Regions from separate parts of the Sus scrofa genome. Here region 2 is linked to region 1. Evidence: chromatin contacts called from public HiChIP or PLAC-seq data. All regions are on one chromosome and are shown on one strand. Each heading gives the region's core, a stretch centred on a gene start, on an enhancer-like site or on the middle of the called end of the contact. The rest is flanking DNA. Distances are from core to core; before and after follow the strand shown. Region 1 has its middle 120 kb from the start of ZFP36L1. Region 2 overlaps LOC100513604 (a long non-coding RNA gene).

What was found. HiChIP or PLAC-seq counts read pairs in DNA pulled down with a chosen protein or histone mark.
Region 2: an H3K27ac HiChIP or PLAC-seq map of alveolar macrophages shows a contact between it and region 1. The contact joins two enhancer-like sites. A contact is called at or near these places in 2 of 2 datasets of contacts at active chromatin or transcription factors (alveolar macrophages and skeletal muscle).

Annotation. Positions count from the first base shown.
Region 1 is chr7:92,377,377-92,381,270 of Sscrofa11.1, forward strand. No RefSeq gene overlaps it. Among named protein-coding and RNA genes, the nearest start is that of ZFP36L1, 120 kb to the right of the region's middle. Within about 2 kb of position 1,710, at least 45 of the 83 cell types and tissues checked have an H3K27ac peak or open chromatin away from gene starts, as enhancers often do. A contact at or near this core is called in alveolar macrophages, where this site is marked.
Region 2 is chr7:92,514,161-92,518,054 of Sscrofa11.1, forward strand. It overlaps LOC100513604 (a long non-coding RNA gene), which reads right to left. Exons shown (of 2, transcript XR_002345988.1): 1 at 3,490-3,894; 2 at 2,344-3,108. Among named protein-coding and RNA genes, the nearest start is that of ZFP36L1, 20 kb to the left of the region's middle. Within about 2 kb of position 1,746, at least 42 of the 83 cell types and tissues checked have an H3K27ac peak or open chromatin away from gene starts, as enhancers often do. A contact at or near this core is called in alveolar macrophages, where this site is marked.

The DNA of each region.
Region 1 (3,894 bases), core at 460-2,959:
GCAGAGTCCGGGCAAAGGATGAGTCAGGTACAAAAAACAAAGCGGGCAAGATGGGGTGAGTGGTGCCTGCTGATTAGGTTTGATGAGCTCATGTCTTAAGTAGAAAAGGAACGTGATCAGTTCTGCTTCTGAGCCCCGCGTGGAAGATAGCTAAGGAGTGGGCCAACCTGAAGATGGCACCATCCTGGAACACAGCCCTGAAATACTCTGTCCTGGGCCACTGTGTCAAGAACCACTCTCCCCTTCATCACATGGCACCAGAGTTCCCAGGGAACAAGGCTCTCTCCTCTGTTGAGAGCTTGAGCCGGCCCCAGAGGAAGAAGCATTAGGACTAAGCCCTGCATCTTTCTGTCCAGTTTCCCCCGTGCCTTGAACTTCTACCACCTCCCTTCCCTTGCCAGCAACCTGGAGGAGAGGAAACTCTACCCTGATTTTTTTGTTGTTGGTTTTTTTCTTTGGTTTTTTAGGGCCACACCCTCAGCATATGGAAATTCCCAGGCTAGGGATCAAATGGAAGTTGCAGCTGCCAACCTACACCACAGCCACAGCCACATGGGATCTGAGTTTTGTCTGCGACCTACACCACAGCTCACGGCAACGCCAGATCCTTAACCCACTGAGCGAGGCCAGGGATCGAACCTGCATCCTCATGGCTACTAGTCAGATTTGTTTCTGCTGAGGCCAGGGATCGAACCTGCATCCTCATGGCTACTAGTCAGATTTGTTTCTGCTGCGCCATGACGGAAACTCCCTATCCTAATTTTAACGTAGGAGCCACTGAGACTTGCATATATTAAGTGACTTCCTCCAGATCACACAAGACTCCACCCATCGCTCGGCCACCAACTTTGCATCTCATCTGCACCCACCTGTCTCCATCAATCCTAACGAGTCAGTCAGCTTTTCCCATCCCTAGGCCAGACACCTCCTCAAATAACAAACTGATTGATCTCTAGAAAAACCAAAGGCCAGTTCCAGTGGTCAAACACTGCAAGCTAGAGAGTTTCTCCCAAAAGTTCTATGGGAAGCCCAAGAATTCTGAATTCCAAAGCCAGCCAAATTTGGATTTCCTCTGTAAAGAGACCATCCGTCCCTGCAAAGAACATACCCTACCCCGTGTAGTTAGTTCCATGTTTCCTAATAACTTTTGCTTACACCACAAAATTGTCATAGATTATGGAAACACAAAAGCCTTGGAAAAGAAGAAAAAAAAAAAAAAATGTCCCGAGGCCCCTGGAAGTCATTATTCCTTCCTTTAGCAATTGCTGAGTTAAGCAGCAAAAATATGGTTTTCATCGTGCACCCCTCCCCCACCCCCCACTCTCTCTCTCTCTCTCTCTCTCTCTCTCTCTCTCACACACACACACACACACACACACACACTCAGACACACTCACATAGATGATCTGCTGGACATATGTTCACAAGAAAGCGGGCCTGTGGGGTGGGAGAAGATTCACATGTTGTGAGTCAAGAGCTTGAACATTTGAAAAGAAAAAGTGGGAGAGGGCGGGGAGTTTGCAGCCCTGGAAATGGAATATCCAGAGGATTTATTGCCTTTGAGTATCTCACGAGGCATTTTTTTTTATAAAAATCTGTAACTTATGGCTTTTTTTTTTTTTTTTTTTTTTTTTTTTTTTGTATAGGGCAGTAAACAAGAGCTCTGAAAGGGGAAGGAAGCCAGGAGAAAGCCAGCTCCATTAGTCACGCAGCTGCATATCCTGTCACAAAGGACCCCAGTTGAGTAATCGCCCAAAATATGCCTGTTATTTTTTTTTTCTGTCAGAAAAAAAATGGGGCCTGCCAAAATGTACTGTAAAAAGGAAAAAAATCTAGTCTCTCAGCCCCAGAGGGGGAAAGGAAAAGAAAGAAGAAACAGACGTGACTTCTCAGCACTTCTAACCCTTTCCCCAACTTATCTTTAAAAGAAAAAGCCCTCAGACTCTTCACAGCGATGGAGCTGGCTGGAAAAAAGCTGGCTCTTTGAGATGCTCCAGGTCTCAGAGGCCGTGCAGTTCCATGGTGCTGAGAGCTTAGAAAGAAGAGGGCCGTCGGAGAAAGAAGGAGAAGGACAGCCCCCAGCAGAGAGGAAAGAAGACAGGCCAATTGAACGAGGCCTTTGCTGGACCCAGTGAGCGAGCTCTGTCCCACAGGGAAGCTGGGCAGCCCCCTCCAGTTTCATGAGCATCGCATGGGCCCAGCCTGTGGCCGAGCACGCTTTTTCTGATGGCCTCAGCGAAACCACCATTGTCTCCAGCCTCCAACGTGCCCTAGGCTGTTTGGGCCACAGAATGGACAAGAAGAATTTGTGTGGCTGGACATCTGACTCTGGGGAAGTCTGAAGAAGAGGATCTGGAAAGGACCAGAGCTGCCTCCAGTCTCAGGAATTTCCCCGAATTGGCTTTGCAAAACCCCTCCATGCCAGGCTCCTGGTGGGGAAACTGAGGCACAGCCAACGAAGCTGTTCTGAAGCCTGGTGCAGTGGCTGCCTCTCTGCCGCACCCTCATTCCCTTGGCTCTCAGGATCAGGATGCGCAGAGCGGTCAGTCCAAACAGAGAGACTCTTGGAAAGTCGCAGCTTTCCACCTGCTCACATTCTGGTCTAGTCAGAACTGTCCACGGGGAAAGGGGTTGTCTGAACCCAGGTGATAAAAAAAAAAAAAAAAAGCAGGAGGTCTTCTCCTTAAGAAAGAGAATAGAGGCCAAAAGGGAGGAATGGGGAGTTCCCGTCGTGGCGCAGTGGTTAACGAATCCGACTAGGAACCATGAGGTTGCGGGTTCGATCCCTGCCCTTGCTCAGTGGGGTAACGATCCGGCGTTGCTGTGAGCTGTGGTGTAGGTTACAGACGCGGCTCGGATCCCGCGTTGCTGTGGCTCTGGCGTAGGCCGGTGGCTACAGCTCCGATTCAACCCCTAGCCTGGGAACCTCCATATGCCGCGGGAGCAGCCCAAGAAATAGCAACAACAACAACAGCAGCAAAAAAAAAAAAAAAAGACAAAAGACAAAAAATTAAAAAAAAAAAAAAAAAAAAAAAAAAGGGAGGAATGGGCAGAGGCACTGCTTTTGCTCTGGGCTGTCTGGAGCCTGTCTTCAGAGAAGCCAGCCTCAGCACCACAGGGCAGGGCTGGGAGAAGATCCTTTCTGGGAGCTTCTGTAGCTGCCTGAGTCCTAATCTGGCTGCTTGACTTTGGGGTCAGGGGAACTCCAACTTCACGGCCAAGTCCATCCCCATGCCACTTGCTGCAGGGAGGCCCAATTTTACCCAAAGCAAGGCCTTCCCAGCTCTTCCAGGCCTTTGAGCCCTGCCCATCCTGTCCAAGGCACAATCTCGAAGCCAGTCCTGAGCTTCATGTCCCAGCTCTGGCCTCCTGCTTCCCCGGGGACAGCTAATTGACACCTAAAGCCATCCAAAGGATGCAGTGACTTCCTGCAAAGACCTGGCTGTGAGGTGAAAGAGCAGCGTCTCCTCCCAGCTTTGCTGCTGATTTACTGTGGGATTTCGGGCAACGCAAATGAACTCTCTGTGACCAACTCTTAGTCTGAGCCTCTACATGCTGCAACGGGCAGGGTACTGGGAATTCAGTGATGGAGAACACAGATCTGGCCCCTTTCCTCATGTGAAATCTGGGCACCCTTTCCCGCCCCTGCTGCAACACAGGATCTCTTGCGTTTCCTGAAACCACTTCCTTCGGTGGCTGAGTCTAGGGGTTAAGGGATGGGATAGGAACAAATATAACAACAAAAAAGAAATGCATTGCACATTTTTTTGCCTTTAACTATTTTATTTTTATGTTTGGGGGCCTCACCTGCAGCATATGAAAGTTCCCAGGTTAGAGGTCAAATTGGAGCTCCAGCTGAGGCCTACGCCACAGCTCATAGCAATGCCAGATCCT
Region 2 (3,894 bases), core at 496-2,995, 140 kb after region 1:
CTTCGCTTAAACATCTACATAAATAAGAGTCAAGGCACACATTCTCAGAGCCCTCTTTGGGACAGGCATCACGCTGAGAGTCAGCCCCTTGGGGTATCGCGAGAAGCCCCTGCTGCCTGCCTCCCTCTCCAGAGGAGCCACCTTGCACTGAGAACAGGCCACTTGGGATAGAGCCCCAGAGCTTTCTCTCTAGTTGAAGACTGAATTCGAAAATGAAGAATAGCACACTGCCACTCTGGGCCGTGGCTCTGAATGGCAACCTACATCCTAAGAAAGCAGGCCTTCCGTGGATTAGTTCACTCCCAAAGGTGGGGGCAAGCCATTCAGGGTGCCCAGCAGGCCCTGAGCAAAGGGAGCTTCTGGAGCACTAAGCAGTAGAGCAGGCATGATGGCCTCCAGACACCAGGGGGCAGCACAATACACCCTCCAGGGTCAGAGGCACCCACCAAAGGGGACTTGGCAACAGACATGCTTCCAAAAACAAAGCTAAGTAGCCAGGGCATGCAGAGGGAGAGACCCCAGAGAGGCAGACTGCCCACTGAGCCAGCTCATAAGTTTTTGCCACTTGCCCACAGGCAACTGTGAGTAGCTTCCTGCAAGACAAGCTTCAGCCGGAAGCCAGTGTGACTTCAGGTGAGGGACCCACAGGCTACAGGGCTGGCAGGGACTGGAGAGGAGTCCAGGTCTACTTTCTTTGGGTTCTTGCTCTAGAACCTCCTCCCAAGCAGATGAAAGGTTTGTCTCGTCCTCGCCTGCTGCACATCTGCTCATTCCACCACCCACTGAACCCCTGGGCATGTTTTCTGTGCCTTCATCCCAAGCAAGAAACAGAAAGCGGGGTGGGGGAGCCCAAGACAAAGTTCTAAGGTTCTCAAAAGTCCTTAGGCTTGGGGACCTTTGAAATCCAAGTGTGGGATTATTCCAAGCTTGCAGAAAGCCCCCCACCCCCAGCTCCAGGGGAGAAAGCAGTCTCTGTGGGGAGACCTTGAGTGCTGGGCTAGGAGCCGTGGCTTTGGAGCCACAATGCTTGGGTTCAAATCCCAGCTCAGCTATTTACCAGCTCTGTGACACCGGGCAGGTACTTAACCCTCTGTGCCCCCATTTCCTGTTCTGTAAAATGAGGGTAACAACTGCTTCCAAGAGCAGTGAGTTACAGTGTGGGAAAGCATTTGAAGAAAAGGCCTTCACATGTTCAAATGTTCGTAGACCGCAGCTTAGAACCAGGCAGAGCGCTGCTCACAGCACAGCCCAAAGCCCCAAAGGTCTGGGCTTCTTTCCATCAGAATGCAGTTCACAGAGCCCATCGGGCTGTGGAGGCTGCCTGGAGCAGAGGCCCTGTGTCTGGAGTGGGTTTCACTAGGGTGTCCCTGGAGAGGTGGAGCAGGAAGGAGGTACCCAGTCCAGCCCTCCTGAGCCCACTGTGGGTTTTGTGCAGGACAAGCAGAAGACACCACTCAGATCTAAGCTGGGCTTGTTAAAACTCTTCAGCCAGAGGCTGAGAGGCAGGCTGGCCGTCCTGTAGGGACAGCACACCCCCTCTCCAGCCCCCTGTCCCTGGGCAGGCCTGGGGAAGGCCAGCTTGCAGAGGCCAGGCCTGCACCAGAGGGTGTGAGGAGCCTGCCAGCCTCAGAGCAGCGCTGGGCTTCCCTGGGATGCAGAGGGATGGGGAGGAAAGAGTTAAGCCACTTTGGGCTCCCGAGGGCGGCTCTGCAGCTATAAACAGTGAGCCGAGGGAGGGAGGGAGCTGCCACAGGATGTGGCCAGGGCTCGAGCTGTCTGATTATTAACTTCACTTTTATTTGGAGGGGGATTCGATTCTCTGTTTTACTTCCCATCAAGGAAGTGAAAGCCCAGGTCTCAGAGGGGCCTGATTTCAAATTGTTTTGTCACAGCTCATTTATTTTTCCTCTTAAATAAATAAACAAAACCACCTCTTTGTTTTCCCCTTAATGAGCCTTCAGCAAATCATCTGTGAGTGAGGCATGAAAGGGGTTTTCTGGAGTCCTTCATGGGGCACGCTGGCTTTTTCTTTTAAAAGGAAAAGAAAAAAAAGAGTCTTCCTTGAGCTTTGGCCTTCTCCAAGACTCTCCAGGCACCTTCTTTTCTACCTCATCCTGAGATCTCAGCCTGAAATCATGACCTCAAACCCAGCCAGAGGCACAGGCCTTCCTTGGCTGGCTGCTCCTTGGGGACTGGCCTGCTGCCTGCCATCCCATGTCACAGGCTCCGACCCCAAGGCCACACAGTGTGGAGCCCTGTGGTTCGTCCCCTTGGTAGAGCTTGGACCCATGGTTTTTGTTCCTATGGCACCCAGACGTTTCCATTAAAAATAACAAAGCAATTAAACACACAAAAGGATTCCATGACAGGGCTTAAGAAAACACCATTACATGTTTCTTTGCTCAAGGTTCAAAATGTTTGGGAAGTTGTTTACAACACCAAAACCCATTCAATAATTTCATGATTCTCTTGCAACCACCCTTTCTGGAATGACCCACTTGTGCAAGGCACCATGGGGGATGCAAAGACCACCGTCACACTGTCCCCACCCTCCAGGTGCCCACAATTCAGTGGGGGGAGGGTGCAGAGAAGAAAAGAGGAGAGTTCCACAGCAGAGGCCAACTGGCACTACAGGTGGGCAGGGACGGAAAAGACAGGCGCTGCTGAAAACAAAGAGGGGAGTATGGAGGAAGGCTTCCTGGTGGAGCTGATATTTAAGCTGGACCTTGAAGGGCTGATATTTAGAAGCAAGAATATTCTGGAAGCTGAGAAGTACCCAATCACAGAGAGCCAAGATCAATGTATGAACCAGATCAGGTATAAGACCACAGGGGCAGCGGGCCCAGCAAGTCCTCTGGCTCCTTGAATGGCAAAGTCCTCACGTGGAGAGGGCCTGAAAGGGGTGACTACTTGGATTCTGCTCCAGCCTGCTTGTCCTTGACCCGGCTTGGAGACTGGCAGCCTGTGAAGAAGCTGCACTGCATGCTGTGAGCAACACCATAGGACACTTGGATACACGCTTGTCTGGGATCCAGGCGCTCAGCTTGCCCCAAACACCTGATGACCACTAGCAGCTACGTCTGCTGCCCGCGGCTTTCTGCTCCTGGCCTATGAGGCAAGAAGAAAGGAGCGGACTGGAATAAAGCCAATTCCCTTACAAAAGCTCCCGGGGAGGTGCCAGGCTTCAGGGTTTTCTTGAAGTTCTTGGAAATCATCCCCAGCCCCTTGGCATCGCAGCTTCCAACCCCACCCTGCTCCCTAGCCCGGCAGGGCCCGCGGCCACGAGGGGGTTAAGGCGCCGCCAAGATGGCGACTTGTTTTGCACTTCGGAGGGGGTCACGCGGGAGGCTGCCCTTTGCCTCTGGGGAGGCGGTCAAGGTCTCGCCGCCCTCCTGGCGCTCTGCCCTCTGCGGCCTGACAGCCTCTCCTCCCCTGCGCGGCTGGCACTCCTCCGGGGCCTCCGGGCTCCTAGCGAACCAAACTCCGAACCTTGCAGGCGGCTGGCCGGGTCTTGGCGATACCCGGCGATACCCCTCGGCGATACCCGGGCCGCAGGTGCACGCCGGCGGGGCCCCTTTGGCCTTTGAGAACGTCTGAGGCCGGTGAGCTGAGGCCGCAGCCTGGGCCGCGATCCCTTTCGATGTCTTCTCTCCTGGCTGAAGCCACCGCAGCCGCCTTCCCCGGCTGCTCCGAGGGCTGCTCCCGCCTGCGGCCCGAGCAGGGGCGCGATGGACGTGGTCGCACTGCCCTCCAGTGGCCAGTCCGCCGAACAGCACGGCGGGCCGGGGTGGGGTCGGCCCGCCCCTCCTTAGAGAAGGGCTGCCCCTTGCCTCATTTGAAGATGTGGCCTTGCCCATCCTCCGCGTCTCCTAGAGGCGGCCCTTTGCCACAGTG